Regions from separate parts of the Mus musculus genome. Here regions 2, 3, 4, 5, 6 and 7 are each linked to region 1. A link is a contact called in public Micro-C and promoter capture Hi-C data. All regions are on one chromosome and are shown on one strand. Each heading gives the region's core, a stretch centred on a gene start, on an enhancer-like site or on the middle of the called end of the contact. The rest is flanking DNA. Distances are from core to core; before and after follow the strand shown. Region 1 holds the start of Tshz3 (teashirt zinc finger family member 3). Region 2 holds the start of Cebpa (CCAAT/enhancer binding protein (C/EBP), alpha). Region 3 holds the start of Plekhf1 (pleckstrin homology domain containing, family F (with FYVE domain) member 1). Region 4 overlaps Gm30771 (a long non-coding RNA gene). Region 5 holds the start of Nudt19 (nudix (nucleoside diphosphate linked moiety X)-type motif 19). Region 6 holds the start of Rgs9bp (regulator of G-protein signalling 9 binding protein). Region 7 holds the start of Pdcd5 (programmed cell death 5).

Evidence for each region. Promoter capture Hi-C pulls out the DNA fragments that hold promoters and counts their contacts. A called contact is a pair of places that touch in the nucleus more often than the background predicts.
Region 2: a contact with region 1 is called in a Micro-C map of embryonic stem cells, with 7 times the contacts expected there. The contact joins the promoter of Cebpa here to the promoter of Tshz3 in region 1. A contact is called at or near these places in 3 of 484 Hi-C or Micro-C datasets (all in embryonic stem cells) and 1 of 115 datasets of contacts at active chromatin or transcription factors (embryonic stem cells).
Region 3: a contact with region 1 is called in a promoter capture Hi-C map of embryonic stem cells, with 5 times the contacts expected there. The contact joins the promoter of Plekhf1 here to the promoter of Tshz3 in region 1. A contact is called at or near these places in 2 of 39 promoter capture datasets (both in embryonic stem cells) and 2 of 115 datasets of contacts at active chromatin or transcription factors (embryonic stem cells and stem cell-derived neural progenitor cells).
Region 4: a contact with region 1 is called in a Micro-C map of embryonic stem cells, with 2.7 times the contacts expected there. The contact joins the enhancer-like site here to the promoter of Tshz3 in region 1. A contact is called at or near these places in 2 of 39 promoter capture datasets (the 3T3-L1 cell line and hippocampal neurons), 1 of 484 Hi-C or Micro-C datasets (embryonic stem cells), 1 of 115 datasets of contacts at active chromatin or transcription factors (astrocytes) and 1 of 9 other capture datasets (embryonic stem cells).
Region 5: a contact with region 1 is called in a promoter capture Hi-C map of embryonic stem cells, with 3 times the contacts expected there. The contact joins the promoter of Nudt19 here to the promoter of Tshz3 in region 1. A contact is called at or near these places in 2 of 39 promoter capture datasets (embryonic stem cells and hippocampal neurons).
Region 6: a Micro-C map of embryonic stem cells shows a contact between it and region 1, with 9 times the contacts expected there. The contact joins the promoter of Rgs9bp here to the promoter of Tshz3 in region 1. A contact is called at or near these places in 1 of 39 promoter capture datasets (hippocampal neurons), 1 of 484 Hi-C or Micro-C datasets (embryonic stem cells), 2 of 115 datasets of contacts at active chromatin or transcription factors (the SCID.adh cell line and astrocytes) and 1 of 9 other capture datasets (adipose tissue).
Region 7: a contact with region 1 is called in a promoter capture Hi-C map of hippocampal neurons, with 5 times the contacts expected there. The contact joins the promoter of Pdcd5 here to the promoter of Tshz3 in region 1. A contact is called at or near these places in 6 of 39 promoter capture datasets (the 3T3-L1 cell line, 3T3-L1-derived adipocytes, cranial neural crest and 3 more), 7 of 484 Hi-C or Micro-C datasets (cerebral cortex, cortical neurons, embryonic stem cells and 2 more) and 5 of 115 datasets of contacts at active chromatin or transcription factors (the SCID.adh cell line, astrocytes, extraembryonic endoderm stem cells and 2 more).

What each region holds. Positions count from the first base shown.
Region 1 is chr7:36,696,852-36,699,403 of GRCm38.p6, forward strand. It overlaps Tshz3 (teashirt zinc finger family member 3), which reads left to right and starts at 1,267. Exons shown (of 2, transcript NM_172298.3): 1 at 1,267-1,438. The coding sequence starts at 1,399. It overlaps Gm36722 (zinc finger X-linked protein ZXDB-like), which reads right to left and starts at 1,371. Exons shown (of 3, transcript XM_030243157.1): 1 at 1-1,371. The coding sequence starts at 1,259. The coding sequence ends at 12.
Region 2 is chr7:35,118,022-35,120,573 of GRCm38.p6, forward strand. Cebpa (CCAAT/enhancer binding protein (C/EBP), alpha) reads left to right here and starts at 1,272. Exons shown (of 1, transcript NM_007678.3): 1 at 1,272-2,552. The coding sequence starts at 1,398. The coding sequence ends at 2,477.
Region 3 is chr7:38,226,723-38,229,274 of GRCm38.p6, forward strand. It overlaps Plekhf1 (pleckstrin homology domain containing, family F (with FYVE domain) member 1), which reads right to left and starts at 1,272. Exons shown (of 2, transcript NM_024413.2): 1 at 1,219-1,272.
Region 4 is chr7:38,083,715-38,086,266 of GRCm38.p6, forward strand. All of the region lies in intron 3 of Gm30771 (a long non-coding RNA gene), which reads left to right. Among named protein-coding and RNA genes, the nearest start is that of Ccne1, 22 kb to the right of the region's middle. Within about 2 kb of position 1,282, at least 164 of the 459 cell types and tissues checked have an H3K27ac peak or open chromatin away from gene starts, as enhancers often do. A contact at or near this core is called in embryonic stem cells and hippocampal neurons, where this site is marked.
Region 5 is chr7:35,554,661-35,557,212 of GRCm38.p6, forward strand. Nudt19 (nudix (nucleoside diphosphate linked moiety X)-type motif 19) reads right to left here and starts at 1,268. Exons shown (of 3, transcript NM_033080.2): 1 at 494-1,268. The coding sequence starts at 1,144.
Region 6 is chr7:35,584,313-35,586,864 of GRCm38.p6, forward strand. Rgs9bp (regulator of G-protein signalling 9 binding protein) reads right to left here and starts at 1,270. Exons shown (of 1, transcript NM_145840.3): 1 at 1-1,270. The coding sequence starts at 908. The coding sequence ends at 195. It overlaps Ankrd27 (ankyrin repeat domain 27 (VPS9 domain)), which reads left to right and starts at 1,935. Exons shown (of 29, transcript NM_145633.3): 1 at 1,935-2,057.
Region 7 is chr7:35,646,194-35,648,745 of GRCm38.p6, forward strand. It overlaps Pdcd5 (programmed cell death 5), which reads right to left and starts at 1,289. Exons shown (of 6, transcript NM_019746.4): 1 at 1,113-1,289. The coding sequence starts at 1,178.

The sequences.
Region 1 (2,552 bases), core at 17-2,516:
TCAATCAATAATCAATCCCCTTCGTCCAGAACTGCCCCTAAGCTGGGAGCGGCTGGGGCAGTACCCTGTCCAGGGCGCACCCCGGCGGGGGATGGGCAGGGGAACCCGAGTTTCTTCTCCCTCCCCCGTTCCCGCCTTGGCAACCTCCGACGCAGTGGGTGGGGGGCGCGGCCAGTAGCCCAAGGGGGCGAGACGCGGGGTGCTGAGACGGTGATCGTCCCAAAGTCAGTAAAGGAAACTTGGAGGTGCCCCCTCCCATGCTTACCCCCGAAACAAGCCTGGGAAAGTTTGTGGCGGGGGTGGGGTGGGGGAACGGAAGGAGGTAGCCACTGTAGGTCCCAGGAGGGAAGACCCAGAGCCCACACCCATGTCAGCCCGCACATCTTCTCTCCAGGGCACCCCCGGGGCCCTGGCATCTTTGATAGGGGTACCATCCCAACTAGGGGAGCGCTCTGGGGCTGCACGCGGCGGGTGGAGAGGAGTGTGGGCCGGGAGGGGCAGCCGGGAGCAGCCCGGGGTTGAGACCGGGTGGGGAAGAGGGATGGGCGGGGGCTGTGGGCGCCCCGGGACGCGCTCCGCAGGGCGGACCCCGCGCCTTTGCGAGAGCGCTCGGGGCGGAGACGGAGGGCCAGCTCCGGGTGTCTGGACTTGGGCGGGGGGCCCTGGGCAGGCGTCCGGGCCAGGACCCAGGCTGGGGGCGCCTCCGCGGGCAGGCGAGTGACACGATCATCTCCTTTTCCTTTAAGCTTGCCTGTTGCCGACGCCGCCGCTCCAGCCGCGCCGTGGGCAGAAGACTGGACCGCTGAGCCCCGGGCCGCGGCGGCGGCGGCTGCGCCCCCCCTCCACCCCCCCCCCCCCCATGCCTTGACCTCCCTGCCTGGGGGCGGGAAGCGGGGCAGGACCGACCGGGGTCGCTCCTGGGCTCCTCCTCTCATCTCTCTGCCCGCCTTCTCCTCCTTCACTCCCCGCCCCCCAGCCCCGAACCCCGCGCACCTCGTCTGGGGACGGGGCGGGGGGGGGGCAGGGCGACCGCTCCTCCCCGCCCCCTCCTCCTCGGGCCTCTGGAGCGATTTGTCAAACTTCCCATTCCGCCGGCAGCGCGGTCCTCCTCCTCCTCCTCCTCCTCCTCTGCCTCCTCCTCCCCCTCGCGCTCCTCCTTCCCCGCGCCTCCCTTGCCCGCCCTCCTTCCCTCCGCACGTTCGGGGATCGCGGCGGAGCGCAGCGAGGGGGGGACGCGGAGAGCCGGGGCGCAGCAGCATCCTGCGGGCGGCCGCTCTCCGGGGGGGAGGCTGCGAGCAGGCCCGCCTCGCCCCCCCCCCGCCGCCCCTCCCTCCCTCGGCTCAGCCCGGCAGCGGCGGCGGCGGCGGCGGCGGCGGTGGCAGTCGCGGGAGAAGCATCATGCCGAGGAGGAAGCAGCAGGCGCCCCGGCGCGCAGCAGGTACGAGCGGCTTCCCCTTCCTCCTCCGGTCCTCCTCCTCTTCCTCTGCTCGCGCCGCGCCTCTGGGCCGCCGGCCCCCGCGTTGCTCGCCGCACTCCTCGCCTCTCTCTCATTTTCTGTCTGTCTCTGCGGGCGCTGAGTAACTCCGGGAGCCCGGCTGGCTCGGGGCTCTCCTGCCCGGGTGCGCGCGCCCCCCAGTTGCCCCGCTATGTTCTTCGCTCGACCGGCTCGCACACCCTCCTGGGGACCACCGAGCCGGCTTAGGTCCCCGCCTCTGCCGATCCGGCTGCAGCGGGGAAGGCGCTCTCCAACCCGTGCCTTTTGGTGGGGGGCGGGCGGGGTCACCTGAGTTCTCTGGGACATCTTCCGCGTTGTCCCGGGCAGTACCCGGTGACTACCGGGACCAGAGCGAGCAAGAGTGAGCTAGCGGATCCCTCTGGCCACCTTACTGCTAATTCGATTGATTCTTCATTTATTGGGCCCAAACCCGGTACAGCGGTGGAAACCAGAGCGCACTGGGTCTGGGTATTGTCAGATGACTGTCAGGTCAGTGTTGGATGCTGACATTTCCTCCATTCCTGAATGTCTTCTTACCCCCTCCCTCTCTTTCCGCTGCTGCTCCCTACCCTTTTCTAGCACTTAGTTCTGGGACATATCTGAGTACTCCCCCCTCCCTCTCTTTTTCTGCCAGGAACGTCAACTCCTGTTAGGACTGAGCTGATTTTTTTTTTTTTTTCCTTCTGGAAAAGAGATTCATTGAAAACAAAACAAAACCCACACACATAACATTATTTTGCAATAATGTCGGTTGGGGGCACGTTGGCTGGAAGAAGGGTTTCTGGCCGGTTGCCACCCTTGATTTGATGACTGATTGATCGCCCGTCATGCCTGTGCCTTTGATCTATTCATTCCCAATAAACATCAATAAATCACTTGCAATAGTGAGGCCAAGCTCCGTGACGTCAGGAGGGCCCTGTCAGTGCAACTTCAGGGATTTGGGGCGGCTTGCCGAGAGAGGACCACATATGGACGTGATGTATTTTGATATGAATAACACTCAGACGTGCAGAGGCTCAGACGCTGCCTGAAGGGGAAGGTTGCTTAGGAGTCCTTT
Region 2 (2,552 bases), core at 22-2,521, 1.6 Mb before region 1:
CCCCTTCTGCCCCCGGACCTCCGCGGCCGCGATCCAGGTGGAGGGTGAACGAGACGCCACGTGGCTGGGAGCCGATGCACGCAAACTCCTACCCACAGCCGCGAGCCTGTAGGCGGCGCGGCGCGGAGGGCTCCCAAGTGGGTGCTCGAAAGGCTTCGTAGCTAGGAATTGGACACCCGAGCTACCGAGATTAGTGCCCCCATGAATGACAGTAGGGAAAGAAAACTGTGTCTTCAGGCCCCTGGCTATGGGCCCCGCCTGGGGATCACAGTCCCCGATTCAAGTTCACTCCTCTCCAACACCCTGCCCTCTCGCGGCCCCTGTGCGCTCTCCTTAGGGTCCTTTTCCGCGAGGCTCAGAGGACCCACCGGCTGGTCCCGGGCGTGGGGTGGTGGTGTCCCGAACACTTGACTAGAGTGCTCCACGCTGGGTAGCAACGTCTGCCTGGTAAGCCTAGCAATCCTATCGCTCTGGCCTGGAGACGCAATGAAAAAGAAAGTTTTCCAGCCTAGGCGAGTGGACGAGCCAGGTCCACCAGGCTCCGGGGTTAGCGGCCGCCTCCGCTCCCCGCCGGGTCCTAGCGCCCTACTACTCTGAAGAGCCCGTGGGACCCTGTAGTTCTAGAGAAGCTGGGCGAAAGAGAGGTGCTCTGCCTGGAAGCCGTGGGGTCGCGTGGAGTTCAGAGAAAAAGACGCACAATCTCTGCGCTCCCGGCCTCGCCACTCGGCGGTGCGCGCTAGGTTGCTGGTCCAAAGCAGTCTCCAACCTCCCGCGCCGCGGCTCTCCGCCACAGCCTTTTAGAAATCCGGGTGGGAGACAGGCCTAGTCCCAGCTTTTAACACAAGTCTGCACTACGGTAGCTCAAAACCAACATTCTCTCTCCAAACGCTCCCCAACCTCCACCTCCCCTCGCTCGGCCTCTAGATGCTCCCGGGCTCCCTAGTGTTGGCTGGAAGTGGGTGACTTAGAGGCTTAAAGGAGGGGCGCCTAACCACGGACCACGTGTGTGCGGGGGCGACAGCGCCGCCGGGGTGGGGCTGAGCGCTGCAAGCCGGGTTCGCCTTGCAGCGCAGGAGTCAGTGGGCGTTGCGCCACGATCTCTCTCCACTAGCACTATGCTCCCCACTCACCGCCTTGGAAAGTCACAGGAGAAGGCGGGCTCTAAGACCCAGCAGGCACCATCCTACTGGCGCCTTCGATCCGAGACCCGTTTGGACACCAGGGGGCGATGCCCGACCCTCTATAAAAGCGGTCCCCGCGCGGGCCTGGCCATTCGCGACCCGAAGCTGCGCGGGCGCGAGCCAGTTGGGGCACTGGGTGGGCGGCGGCGACAGCGGCGCCACGCGCAGGCTGGAGGCCGCCGAGGCTCGCCATGCCGGGAGAACTCTAACTCCCCCATGGAGTCGGCCGACTTCTACGAGGTGGAGCCGCGGCCCCCGATGAGCAGTCACCTCCAGAGCCCCCCGCACGCGCCCAGCAACGCCGCCTTTGGCTTTCCCCGGGGCGCGGGCCCCGCGCCGCCCCCAGCCCCACCTGCCGCCCCGGAGCCGCTGGGCGGCATCTGCGAGCACGAGACGTCTATAGACATCAGCGCCTACATCGACCCGGCCGCCTTCAACGACGAGTTCCTGGCCGACCTCTTCCAGCACAGCCGACAGCAGGAGAAGGCCAAGGCGGCGGCGGGCCCCGCGGGTGGCGGCGGTGACTTTGACTACCCGGGAGCCCCGGCGGGCCCCGGCGGCGCGGTCATGTCCGCGGGGGCGCACGGGCCCCCTCCCGGCTACGGCTGTGCGGCGGCCGGCTACCTGGACGGCAGGCTGGAGCCCCTGTACGAGCGCGTCGGGGCGCCCGCGCTACGGCCGCTGGTGATCAAACAAGAGCCCCGCGAGGAGGACGAGGCGAAGCAGCTGGCGCTGGCCGGCCTCTTCCCCTACCAGCCACCGCCGCCACCGCCACCGCCGCACCCGCACGCGTCTCCCGCGCACCTGGCCGCCCCCCACTTGCAGTTCCAGATCGCGCACTGCGGCCAGACCACCATGCACCTGCAGCCTGGCCACCCCACACCGCCGCCCACGCCCGTGCCCAGCCCGCACGCTGCGCCCGCCTTGGGTGCTGCGGGCCTGCCTGGCCCCGGGAGCGCGCTCAAGGGCTTGGCCGGTGCGCACCCCGACCTCCGCACGGGAGGCGGCGGCGGTGGCAGCGGTGCCGGTGCGGGCAAAGCCAAGAAGTCGGTGGACAAGAACAGCAACGAGTACCGGGTACGGCGGGAACGCAACAACATCGCGGTGCGCAAGAGCCGAGATAAAGCCAAACAACGCAACGTGGAGACGCAACAGAAGGTGCTGGAGTTGACCAGTGACAATGACCGCCTGCGCAAGCGGGTGGAACAGCTGAGCCGTGAACTGGACACGCTGCGGGGCATCTTCCGCCAGCTGCCTGAGAGCTCCTTGGTCAAGGCCATGGGCAACTGCGCGTGAGGCGCGCGGCTGCGGGACCGCCTTGGGCCGGCCCCCTGGCTGGAGACCCAGAGGATGGTTTCGGGTCGCTGGATC
Region 3 (2,552 bases), core at 22-2,521, 1.5 Mb after region 1:
TGCCCATGAGCCACTTCACAGTCACCACCCAAGAACCTCAGGAGTGGGCCCAGCTTCCAGATAAACTCTGAGCCAAGGTAGAAAAACTTTGGCCCAGAGGGCATTCCTATAATCTAGCATCTGGTAAGATTAGATAGGAAGGTAGAGAGTTGTAGGTCAATCTGGACTATACAAGGAGACCTTATCTCAAAAAAAGCAAAATCTTTTGGGTAACCTGGTGTTTGTGGCCATGTCCTATCCCGGGAATTCACATGATGAAAAGGAGACAATAACTTCTGAAACTTTTGGCCCTAGTAAACAAAACAACACGCCCCCACCCCCCCAAAAAACAAACAAACAAACAAACAAACAAACAACAACAACAAAAAAAACATGCCCTGGGTCAGAAGTTCTTAAAATCCAGAGTGTGTAGTCTTTCCTACTGCCTGACTTTGGTGTCTTTCACCGCATAACACACAGGGTAGTCAGTCCCATCCCGCAGGCCACAATGCCAAACCCCTCCTTCCTTGGCGGGACAGGGTTGGCCAGGTCCCAGTGCTCAGACAACTAACTGGCCTAGCCACTCTGAGCAGCTCTGAGGGCTGACGTGGGCAGGACGCACAGCAAATGAAGCACTTCAGCTTACAAAAACCGCAGGGGTCTTGACTCTAGCACTGATCGCCCCTCCTCTGCAGCCTCTGACCGGGTAGAATCTGATACCGGTTTTGTTCACATTCTAAGGACTGCGCCCTCTCCGGGGAGTGCACACATTCCACTGAGACTTGGAACTGCCGGTTTCCCTCCTGCTAAGGCCTGGGGACACCTCTTTATTGTACTTCAGTTACTCCCTAGGAGAATCCAGGCCCGGTCCCACACCAATAACTTCCTATATGAAGAGTCGCGAACTCAAACTCTTCAGGGTCCCAAATCCGAGGCTATTGAGAACCGTCCCTCCCAACCCAAGACGTCTCTGGCCAAGACGAGGTTCCCGGAACATCACGGGATAAGGAGAGGGTAGAGACTCTGCGGAGAACCCTTCTCCAACTCGCGCACAGTCCTGGGACTCAGTGGCCCTAGAGTCCCAGCTGTCAACCCCTTCCCAAGTCAGAAAACAGCGAGCAGCCTCTGCTCCAGTGGAGCCCCAGATGCGGGTTCCTGAGGCCACCTCTACCCACAGCTGCAGACCTGGCAGGGTGGAGGGCGGAAGGGGAGCGCTCTCCCCCTCCGTAGCCTGCTTACCTCCCGTAGGAACCTCCGCGTCCGCACAGCCAGTCCCGAACTGGCGCCCGCCAATCCCTGCGCCGCCCACGCCTCCGGGTTCCAATTCTCTGGTCACGCCCCTTCGAGGGACTCTGGACCAATCGAAGCCCTGGCACGCAGGCGGGGGCGGAGCCGGCCCGAGTTCTCCAGAAATGTGCGCGGGCGTAATTAAACCGCTGGACCGTAAACGGGTCAGCAGCGGTTGTGCGTGGGGACGATGGGCTGATTCCTGGTTGGAGTCCGGTTCCCAGCTTTGCTGGTCGCCACACTCAAGACTGAGTCGGCGCTGGTCAGAGGAACAGCCTGTGAGGGAAGCAGGCATGACGGAGTGGTGGGCCCTCAGGTGCCCCTGTTACTATGATGTTACTCTTTTCAGCCACAGAGACACACGTTTTCTTAACGATCAACAGAACTTTATAATTTTTTTCCTAGAGGAAAATGTCAAAAGTACACGGGAGGAAATTAGTTTAGTGGACCCCAGGCATTCATCGTGTAGATCCAAGACGAACAGGTACCCCGCCCTGGCTACTGGTGTCACTTAGAACTCAATTCCAAGGCTGCTTTCCCATCTCACCTGCCCCCACGCAATTCTCATCCACTGTCTTCTGGTTCCTTAAAAACCACTCCCACCCTTCGCCCTCTCCCTCCTTTGTCATTTCAGTGTCACCTCCTCAGAGAGGTCTCCTTGGCCACAAAGCAGCAGTTCTCAACTCCATCCATTTTTTATTGTCTTGTTACCCCTGGCTGACCAGAAATTCTATATGTAGACTAGGCTATCCCTGAACTCATAGAAGCCTTGCCTCTGTCTCTAGACTGCTGGGCTAATATTAGTCTATAGTGTCAGTTTGTGTTGCTAAACTGGTTACATTGAAGAGGGACTAGCTCTGGTTAGCCTGGTACCCGCTGGGCCAAGACCAAACTGGGTTTGGAAGGGGATGGTGTGGCCCTCTGGTGATGGTGTTAGGGGCAGACCCTTCCCTAAACTGTCCCTTAATCCCTACCATCCCCCACATCCTTACCCCACCAGCGCTTATTGATATTTCTTTTAGGTTTGAAGTTTGTTTAATCATTTACAAAATGCACTGCTGTGAATATTTCAGATGGGGAGAAGACACATAAAAATAGAGACTTTTAGCCCCCCCTCCAGTAAACTCACAATCTCAAGTTCTAGAGAAGTACTCCACCAGTGAGATATTATATCTCCAGCCCTGACTTTAGCTCATCTTTAATCATAAGATTTAGGGATCTGGGTGTCATATGCCTGTGATCTCAGCACGCAGGAGGCTGAGGCAGGAGGATGGAGTTTGAGGGCA
Region 4 (2,552 bases), core at 32-2,531, 1.4 Mb after region 1:
TCTCCCTACAGATAATTAATGCAATCATTTAGAAATGTTAGCTAGACTTGAGGAAAGACAAACAGGATGGCAGATCTTCTAAAAATCCAAACAGATACAGTGTGAGGCTCTTTTGGAGTCACAGACATGAGTGTAGCAGACAATGAAGGGAGGGGAGATCCTTTCTTTTCCCCCTCAAGACAAGAATTCTCAGTGTAGCCCTGGATGTCCTGGAACAAGCTCTGTAGACCAGGCTGGCCTTGAATTTAGAGATCTGGCCACCTCTGTTTCCCGAATGCTCCCTGGTTAGGAAGGGAGATTACAAGGCATTTAAATTTCAGTCATCAAGACTAATTGTCTTTGTCTGAGGCCTAACCTCCTGAGAAGGTGGATTGCAGTGCTAAGCACTGCAGAAATGGGGTGTGACACAAAGTTCAGAGAAAAAAGGGGCTCACTCCATATATGTTGGCTTAAAAGGGTTTGTGATACATCTAGGAGGAAGTCTGCTAGTGGTGAGGGATAAAGCACGATCTCGGAGTCTGCTTAGGGTTTACGGAAGCTGGGTTTGACTGTAAATATCAGCTATTTGGGACGCTGAGGCAGAAGGATCACAAATTCTAGGCCAGCCTGGGCCTAACAGAGGTACTTCAGGGCTAGCCTGGGTCTACGAAGAGACTTCAAGGCAGGCCTGGGCAAACTTGGTTTCTAAAAAGAAAAAGTAAAAATGGCAGCAGGCAGGCAGGCACGGTACTGAAGCAATTTTCCACTTGTGTCATCATGTAGGTGCTGAAATTCTTTGGACCCAGTGGGGTGGCGGTACGGTACAAGGACAGTTCGCTTCAGGGCTAGGTTCAATCCCTAGTATGAGAGAGAAAGAAGAGGGTGGGAAGTAACGGAGGAGAGAGATGGAAGAGAGGGAGAGAGGAAAAAGAGAAGGTGTAATGAGCTTCAATGGTATGACTGGTAAGGTATCAAAGACAAACAGGATGCCACAACAGGCCTGCACCGAACCAATCCAGAAGAAAGGGAGAAATAGCAGGAGGGCAAGGGAAGAGAATCCTGGAGAGCCCGTCTTTGCCCAAAACGCAGTGAAATGTGGGCGTCAATGTGTCCTTCTTAGTTCTACCTGGTTCAGCCTACACAGGGGCAGGACTAGGAACGTGGCGAAAGCAGGTCTGAAAGCTGTACAGCTTGGTGTGCCTGCGCATGCGCCGGACCCCAGCGCCACCGCCCAGCTCTCTTCAGCCCCGCCCACGCGACGCCCTGCCTAGAGCCTGCGCTCACACTTGGCCCCGCCCGTGACCGTCCAGTCCCGCCCCCCTCGCGGTGCGCGAGGAAGCCACGAGGAGGCCCAAAGTCCCGCCTACCCAGAGATCCACCTACGCTTTGGCTCTGTTACAGAGGCGCTTTGCGTTAGCTCGACGCCGCGCAGCCGCAGAGGACATGGGGCGGGGACAGGGGCGGGGTCGGATCGGAGGCGGAGGCTGGGTGGGCGGGCCCTGGAGTCACGTGTGTAAACACGCCGCACGTGGAGCTCAGCCTGAGCCAGAAGGGCGGGGCTGCGGGTTCCGAAGGAGGAGGCGGGTAAGGTGCGCGCGCGCGCGCGCATGGAGGTCTTGGGCGGCGCGGGACTGGGGCGGCCTGGTTCTGTCCCCAACTTCAGTTTCTTTATCCCGCTGCATTGGTGAGAGCTGTGACCAAGGCAGGCCCAGCCCTAGGGGACGAAACCCCCCTACATAATAACCCCACTACGTGCGCGCTCTCCCATTTCACAGATGAAGTAAAGAAACTTGCTCCAAGCCACGTGGCTGGAAAGTGGCGCCACCAAGATCTGCCCTGGACAGCAGGGCTCCTGGGCCTTGCTTTGTGGCTTGCGTGGCAAGAGGTTCTGGGCTCCGACTCCTACGTTCTGCCCTTGCCCTAAGGGCTACATTTGGTCTGGCTAACATGGCGAGGCCTATTGCTCCGTGCACAATGAGGTGACAGGGGTGCCTGCTCCCCCAGCTAGCAGTCTAGAGACGGGCGCAGGCCAAACCGTCGACCATGGTTTCCGTCTGGGTGTGGCTGGAACACTGCGGTGGGGTCCGGACACCTGAGCCTGCATCACTGCTCCTTACACAGCTCCTCCTCCATTTCTTTGCCCCTTTCTTCTCCCCGAGCCGCACAGAGCCCCTTTCAGAGGCGACGCCCAGTGCAGCGGGTTCCTACCCTTCTGCCCCAAAGGGCCTCCTTTCCTCTCCTCCTCGTCCTCCTCCTCTCCCATCTGTGCCGCGTGACCGGGGGGAGGCGCCGTACCGGGCGCAGTCCAGGCGTGGGGCCCAGCCAAGCTGTCATCCCGGACTGGCGGGCCCGAGGAGGCCTAAAAGGGGGGACCCGAGTGCTTGGGACTGGTAGGAAGCGTGCTCCAGGCAGAAAGGCTGAGCTGCCAGCAGTCCCGGAGAGGAATGCGCGCCCTCTTCAGGCTTAAGCGGCTAGGTCCTGCGGCCCTGAAAACCCATACCTGGGCCCCTCCCAATTTTGGGTTTGAGGGTTCAGGAGCTTGTTAATGGGACATTCCATTAATCTAAGGCTAA
Region 5 (2,552 bases), core at 18-2,517, 1.1 Mb before region 1:
TAGGCCTGAAGCCTAACTAACTGTGCCTGGTGCATTGCAAGTGACACGAAAAAGAAAGGGAGGGAGGGATGGAGGGAGACAGACAGACCAACTCGCGCGCGCGCACACACACACACACACACACACACACACACCTACCACGCGTGCGCATGCAGAGAGAGAAAGGGGTTAGAAAAAGGAGAAAGATGGAAAGGGAAAGGAGAGAGAAAGCGAAAGACGAAGGAAACGGGAACAGAGAAACAGGAAGAGATGAAGAAGGAAGAAGAAAGTTAATGACTGAAATCCTATAATGTGTTCTAGAAACCCGAATGAAAACGATTTAGGGCATGAAGTGAATTGGGAAGTGTCCAGAACAGGCAGTTGGGAGCATTGCCGCGCCCCCGCTTAGGGTGAGAGTTGAGTCCTTGAGAGCCTAAAGCAAGGTCACGCACGTGCGCCTTTGGTCTGGGGTAAGGCTCAGCGCATCCCGGGGGGCGGGTCCCGCGACCCCTACCTGGTAGCCCACCACCTCGGCCACGTCGGGCTCCACGCGCGGAATGTCGCGCAGGCAGCACAGGAAGAAGGTGGTGTCGAAACGGCGGATGGTTCGCCCATACGGGGTGAGCCATCCGCCCCAGTCGTGCAGCGCCCAGATGTCAGGCGTGCAGTCTAGGTGCGCACACAGCTGGAGGAAGCAGCGCGGGTCACTGCGCACGCGCGAGCGCCATTCGGCCAGGCCGGCCGGAGGCGACAGCGCCTGACTGGGCTCCTGAGAAGCTGGAGCCGCGTCCCGCGGCCGCAGGAGCAGCACCCCCGCCTCCTCGAAGGCTTCGCGGATGGCACAGATGCGCAGCGCTACGTCATCGGGCAGCGCCGCGGGGTCCGCGTCGCCGTGGGACAGCCCGGGGAAGGGGGGTTGCCGAGGGGGCTCCGGGCCTAGGCCGAAGCGCGGCGGCGTGTGCCGAGGCGCGAACAGACGCACCCAGTCGGGTGAGCTGTCGGCCGCGTCCAGCACGCCGCCCGGGAAGACGTGCGCGCCGGGCAAGAAGCGCTGGTTTTGTGCTCGCTGGAGAAGCAGCAGCCGGAAGCCGGCCGGGCTCGAGTGGGTCCAGCCTGCTGCCAACATCACGGTGGCTGCCCGCCGCCAGCTGCTCGAGCTGCTCATGGCCGGCGTCCTTCAGATCCCCCTTAGGAAGTGGCCGGGTCGTAGAGTGGTGTCCAGAAGCCCTATAAATGTTGAGGGCCTGAAAAATCCGGCCTGGCGGCTTCCGGAGGTTTACTTGTGGGAGGAGCGTGATTCCCGCGCCAGAGCACCTCCTCGAATGCCCTGCGCTTCAGTCAGGGTCATTCTCGCCCTGTCACAGCCCTGTCACAGCTGCTGCAGTCACCAGCCAGCCTCTGGGAGCACGGGTGCCAGTGTGGAGTGGAAAATAATTTCTAGTTGTGAACCTTTCCCACTAAACGCAAACGACTAGGACTTTGTCCCCTACGCTGGCCTGTTGCCTGTATAGGAGGTTCCAAGGTGTCTGGAGCTCTCTTGAACCATGCTAATAAACGAATGGGTGGATCAGATGCCAAGTTAGACTAACTACTCTGTAGTTTGAATGTCTTTGGCTAGTCCCTGTCCCTTGGGGTAGTCTGTCTTAAGTTGTAGATGTTGTTATTGCCTGAGCACCTGAGGATCAGGGAAAATTATCTTAGTGTGATTAGTTCTCTTTCTACGTGGGAGATGTTTAATCCTAGACTAGCAATGCTTCCCCCTCCTCTCCAACCTTTTTTCCTTTTTTCTTTTTCTTTTTGTTTTTGTTTCTTGTTTTGTTTTGTTTTGTTTTTAGACAGGGTTTCTCTGTGTAGCCCTGGCCGCCCTGGAACTCACTCTGTAGACCAGGCTGGCCTCGAATTCAGAAATCTGCCTCCCAAGTGCAGGGATCAAAGACATGCGCCACCACTGCCTGGCTTCCTCTCCAACTTTTAAGTGGCTGGAGGACTTGCACTTCTATTTTGTTTTTTGGAAACAGCTTGTTTCTGTCTCCCTTTTTGCAGCTCTCTCTCAGTCACCAACTCTTGTAAATCCCATCCTAACTGATCACATATTTTTAGGGTTTCGGATGAGTTAGGCTGTATTCTTGGGGCTATAGAGATGTTTTTTGTTAGTTTTGAGAAAGTATTATTATGTAGTCTTGCTTTTTTGGGAACTTGCTATGTAGACGACCAGGCTAGCCTTGAACTCACAGAGATCTATCTGCTTGTCTCTGCCTCCCCAAGTCTAGGACTAATAAAGGTGTGTGCCAGCCTCATCATTTTGCAGTTGACTTTGGTTATTTTTAATGTTAACCTGTCTAAAGATGGAGCTGTCTGTGTACTTACTGCATCTCCAGAAACAGAAAATGGGGCCACAGGTTGAGAAGTATCTGCCCTTAGTAAGATAACCTGCCGCCGCCGTCTATCTGTGAGCCAACAGACTACCCTTGTCTAAACTGATGCTCTTGGCACTGACACGGGAAATTTGAGCTGAAATTTATTCTAAATCTATTATAGAGCCCAGGTGTCATTATGGGAACTTTTTTTTTTAC
Region 6 (2,552 bases), core at 20-2,519, 1.1 Mb before region 1:
CCGCCCTGTGCTGTTAACTCCTCTTGGGCCAGCATGTTAAAAAACAAAACACGTTTTGCCCAGGCAGAGGTGGGCTTTGAAAGGATCATGTTCATATGCACACATTCAGGCTCACTACCTCTCTCCTTAACGGTTCAAACCCGAAGCCCATGCCCTGGAAAGAAAAGGGGCAGCGGACGACCGTTGGATATCAGTCAGCTCAGCTTTGCCACACATAAGGCGAGGGCCACAGCCACCAACAGCACGGCGCTGAAAACGGTGGCAGCCAGGGCCTTGCTGGGGTCGCAGGGGCCCGCGCGCTCCTCTACCGAAATGCCACCGGCTGAGGACGCGCCGGCACTGGCACCGGACAGGAGTTCGGCGCCTGCCGCTTGTCGCGCCTGTACAGTCCAGCGGGGCACGTTGACTTTCATTTCCATGTCGTCAATCATCTCGCCCACCTGGAGGACTTCGCGCTCCAACTGGGGCAGATCGGCGACATCGAAGTCGCTCTCCGCTTCGTGCCGCAGGCTGCGGGCGCTCAGGGCGCGCGCAGCTACAGCAGAGGAGCCGCCCGTCACCCCAGTGCGAACAAGTGGCCGGCGCGGCGCGTGCAGCGGGAAGGTGGCTCCCAGCGCTAGTGCGCGCTGCATGTCGGCTTCGAGCAGGTCCAGGCAGCCTGAAAAGGCCACCCAGAGCCGCTCAAACTCCGCGCGCTCCTCGGTAGCTAAGCTCCGGTCCCGGAGCGCGACGGTCAACCGGGCGCCGGTGGCCACGGCCAGCTCCCGCGCCTTCTGGCGGGTCTTCTGCAGCTCTTCGCGTAGGTCCTGAGTGTCCGCGGAGCCGCCCACAGTAAGCACTAAGTGATGGTAGCACGCTGTGGTCTTGTTGAGCGCGTCCAGCAGCGCCTTGCACTCCTCTCTGGCCATGGCGCTGCCCTCCGGCGGTACCCTACTTGCAACCTTCAACGTCGTAGGTCGCCTCCAGCCCTGATGCCAGCCTTGAGCAGGGCGGACTGAAAGCTCCTCATGTCCTCGCCGCTGTTCTCAACAGAGCTCTCCAGGGACCCTTGAGGTGCGCCTCCGGCGTCCCCACGGCTGGGGTAGTCTGGTTAGCTTCTCCCCATCCGCTCCTCCATTTCCCCCAGACGCGCTCCGGGTCACGCGTAGTGTCTTTGCACCACTTTCTTTTTCACGGCGGCTCCCTGAGAAGCCCAGAGTGAAGACCCCATCCTTGATCGACCCCAAGTCTCCAAGACGAGCCGCGCGCCTTAGCCCCGGCCAAGGGCAGCAGGATCCAGTTTCCTAGGACACGCCTCCAGCCACCAGTCCAGGCCCGGGGCTTCCTCCGCCCGCCCCCCCCGCCCCCTCCCCGCCCCCGGGCCAGGGGTAGGCGGGGCCCAGCCCAGGTAGATCAAGTGTGGCTTTCCCTCTTCTCCCTACCATGATAATTCTGGAACCTTAGCGCCCTACAAATTCAAGGTTTTTTTTTTTCCTACTTTGCAGACGAGGAAAAGTGAGACTCGGTAGAAAGAATGCTTAGCTTATCGCAGCCCATGCTAGTGAAGGGAAAGGACCAAGGGACTAGACCCTGTAGGCAACAGAGTAGGGTGGCTCGGAAGTCTGGGCACCTCCAGTTTGCATCACCAGTAGCACGGGCGATCGACCGGGTAGGATTGTTACTTAGTTGGAGCTCTCTTCTTCATCACAGTCTAACCCCATTTCAGGGGCCCAGCTTGGACCCCACCCCTAATATCAGATCTTCCTTAGGTCCCGCCTCTCGAATTCTGGGCACGCGCACTCCCTGGTTCTGGGCGGGGCTAGCTTGAGTAGGAAGCGCGGAGTCGCCTGGGCCCCACCTCCGACTGAACTAGACTTAATGATTGCTCTGTTTACGTGTCAGTCTCGACTAAAACGACCTCTTATTGGACAGACTGGAGCAGGGTTCCGCCCAACGGCGGAGTAAAGAGGTAGGCTGAAGAGTGGAGCCACCGCACCCGGGTGGTGGGCACTCAGGTCCCAGCCCAGGGTCCGGGAGGTGCTGTCGTAGCACAGAGGTGAAACTATGTAGCCTCTTAAGTAAGTGTCTTCTGCGGGTATCCTCCAGCGCCTCCCTACTCTGGGGAACGCCGAGGTCGGGCGGGGCCTGGGAGAGGAAGGGGGAGGGGTTCCCTGCACTGAAGGGGAGCCCCAGGCTGGGCTGATGGGCCCCAGGGGCCCGGACCCGTGGCGGGCTGAGCCTCCCAGCTCTCCCGTTCCTCTGCGGTCCGCATCGCGGCGCGCACGTTGTCCACTAGGTCCAGAGGGATGCCTAGGCGGCGCGGAGAATGCATCTGTTCCTGTGGCACCACGGCAGGCCTGGGTCCCCCGGAGCTGGGACTTGGGGCAGTGGGCAGAGCTGTCGCTCCCAGGCCATGTGGCCTGGGAGGTTTTCCGGTGACCAAACTGAGGGAGGAGGCTGTGTGTTCAGATCCTGGTCTAGGCCAGCTGATTGAGTTTCCGCCGGGGCTGAAAGTGGAAAGGGTATCCCTGCCTGCTTTACACGTGGCGAGGTCCTCTCGTCCTGTATGTAGA
Region 7 (2,552 bases), core at 39-2,538, 1.1 Mb before region 1:
TAATTTTTACCTTTTAATGGAGTGGAACTTCAAAAGAAGAGAGAAGAACACATGGGTCAGGGAAAGGTGGGGTGAGGCACATTTGTCACCATAGTTAGCACTTAGGAGACACAAGAATCTCAAGTTACCGGCCAGCCTGGGCTATAAACAGAGACCGTATTCAAAATAAAGTAAAATACCAAATAAATGAAAACAAAAATAAAGGGCTTATTCGATATTCTTTCTGCTATAATAGGTTCCCGAGGTGGAAACTGGACCTCACCAAAAAAAAAAAAAAAAAAAAAAAAAAAAAATCAATAAGTCAGTTTCCATTTGCAATGTTGTGTTCGTTTTATTAAATAAGGGCTGAGGGTGGAACTCAGGGAAGAGAGGGTGTTGTGTATGCTAGGTAAGCACTGTGGCCCAGGCTAACCCCCACTCCCAGCCCCACATTTCCCAAGCGTCTCAAGTCACAATCTAAAAGAATGTTTGAGAACGCACACATTCCTGAAAAGGCCCCGGTATCATGGAGCCCTATTTTTAACCAGTGAGAAGACTGGAAAAAAGAGACCCTGGCTTGGCACGAAAGATGCTGGCTCAAAGGCTCAAATGCTTGCCACTGAGGTCACCCACCACCACTAGCGTTTGTCCCAAGGCAAGTTTACAACCCGCTACTCCCTCCTAGCCGGCACCGCAGGGGCTGAGCACCATCTCTGGAGTCCGCGGTTCGACTCCCGCCCGGGGAGGCGCTGTCAGAGCGGCGTCCTCCGCACCAGAGCTCAGAGGATCCCCCTCTACACAGCGCGGGCTTCCGGTCGGCAAGACCCCCCCCAATCCGAGGACACCCCAATCCCGGCGAGGATCGCCTGAGGCTCGACGGCAGCGAAAACCGAGACTTGGGGGGTGGGGTGGGGGGTGACTCGAAGGCGCGCACACCCCAACCCGCACAAGCCTCACGCGGGACCCTACGGCAGCCGAGGAGGCGGCGGTGACCTCCGGGGACACCCCCATCCCCGTGGGCACACACACGTTGCCATGGGGTACGCGGAAGCCGGGGTCCCACGAGCAAACGCCGAGAGCCTGTGCCTGGGGCGAGGGCGTCACCTCGCCCGCCCGCCCGCTCGCTCACTCACTCCATGCTTGGCCTGCAACTCGGCCAGCCTCTGCTTCCTCAGCGCCTCAAGTTCTTCGTCCGCCATGGCGCGGCTGTCCCACGTCGCGCAGGCGCAGCGGCCGTCGGGGGTCGCGCAGCCGCAGCCGCCCTCCGGTACACTCGGTTGGAATCGCTTCGGCCGGAGACTCGAGCCCGGCGCCTTCGACTGCGCAGACGCGAGTGATGCTCAGGCATCAAAAGTCGAGTGCCGAGTTGGGGCTGCCGGGCCTCGGCCAGGGTGCCTTGCAGAGGACCGATCCTGCGATGGGAAAAGGGGCAGAACCTCTAAGAGGGCGCTTGTGGGTTCCCAGGCTCTGAACTGCGCGTTAACACGCCCCACCCTAATGATTCCTAGGACTGGCAATGGCGCAGTTCTGCAAGGTGTAAACTCCTTAGTCGACGCCCTGTCTGCTTTACCCCAACCCCCAAGGGCCTTTGCTGAGAAGATGCTGTGTGTGTGAGTGTGTGTGTGAACTATGGCAATACACACACACACACACACACACACACACACACCCTGATTTTGGAGTGAGGGTCCCAGTAAGGGATGGAGTGGGTGGAAAAAAAAACTGCTCAATTCTCCAATCCTGTGACTTGCTTATGGTATATGTATTTTAATTTTTCCAAATACATCTAACCATTTTCATTATATATATATATGGAGGTAAGGGATGAGTGAGCCTGAGGAGACAAACATTGGACCCCTGGAGTTGGAGTTCCAAGCAACTGTGAGTCACCTGATATTGGGTTGAGAATCGAATTCTGGTGCTCTGGAAGACTAATACACACTTTTAACCACTGAGCCATCCCTCTAGCCCATATACCTACATCCACCCTGTTGAGCAATGGCTACTCTCTATAAATTTTTCATCATTACAAACTGGCACCCACTCACTAAATAGAAATTATTTATTATCCCTGGTTCCCATTACAAAACAATGTTCTGTCTGTATAAAATTGCCTATTCAAGCACTATTTATTTATGGCTGGCATATTTGACCAATCATATACCACCTTCAAGTTTTTTATCCATGTTGTACCATGAGACAGAACTTCATTCTTGATTGGATTTGGTGGGTGTGTGCCTTTAAAGTCGGCCAATCCAGGGGCGTCTGAGGCAGGAGGATCTGGAATTGAAGACCAGCTTGCCATTACATAGTGAGACTTTGGCTCCAACCAAACAAGCTCTCCCCTCCCCCATTTCATTATTTCCTGGCTGAACATATTTACTGTACAAAGCACATTAGATGTATTCATCAGTTTAACCTTGTTCACTTTTTGCTTAGTGTGAGTAAAGCCACTATCAATGCATGTGTTCAAATGCCTGCCTGCAATCCTGCCTTCAGTTATTTTAAATATGTATCTATGGATGGAATTGCTGTGTTAGGGACTGTGGTGGTTTGAAAGAAAATGGCCCCCA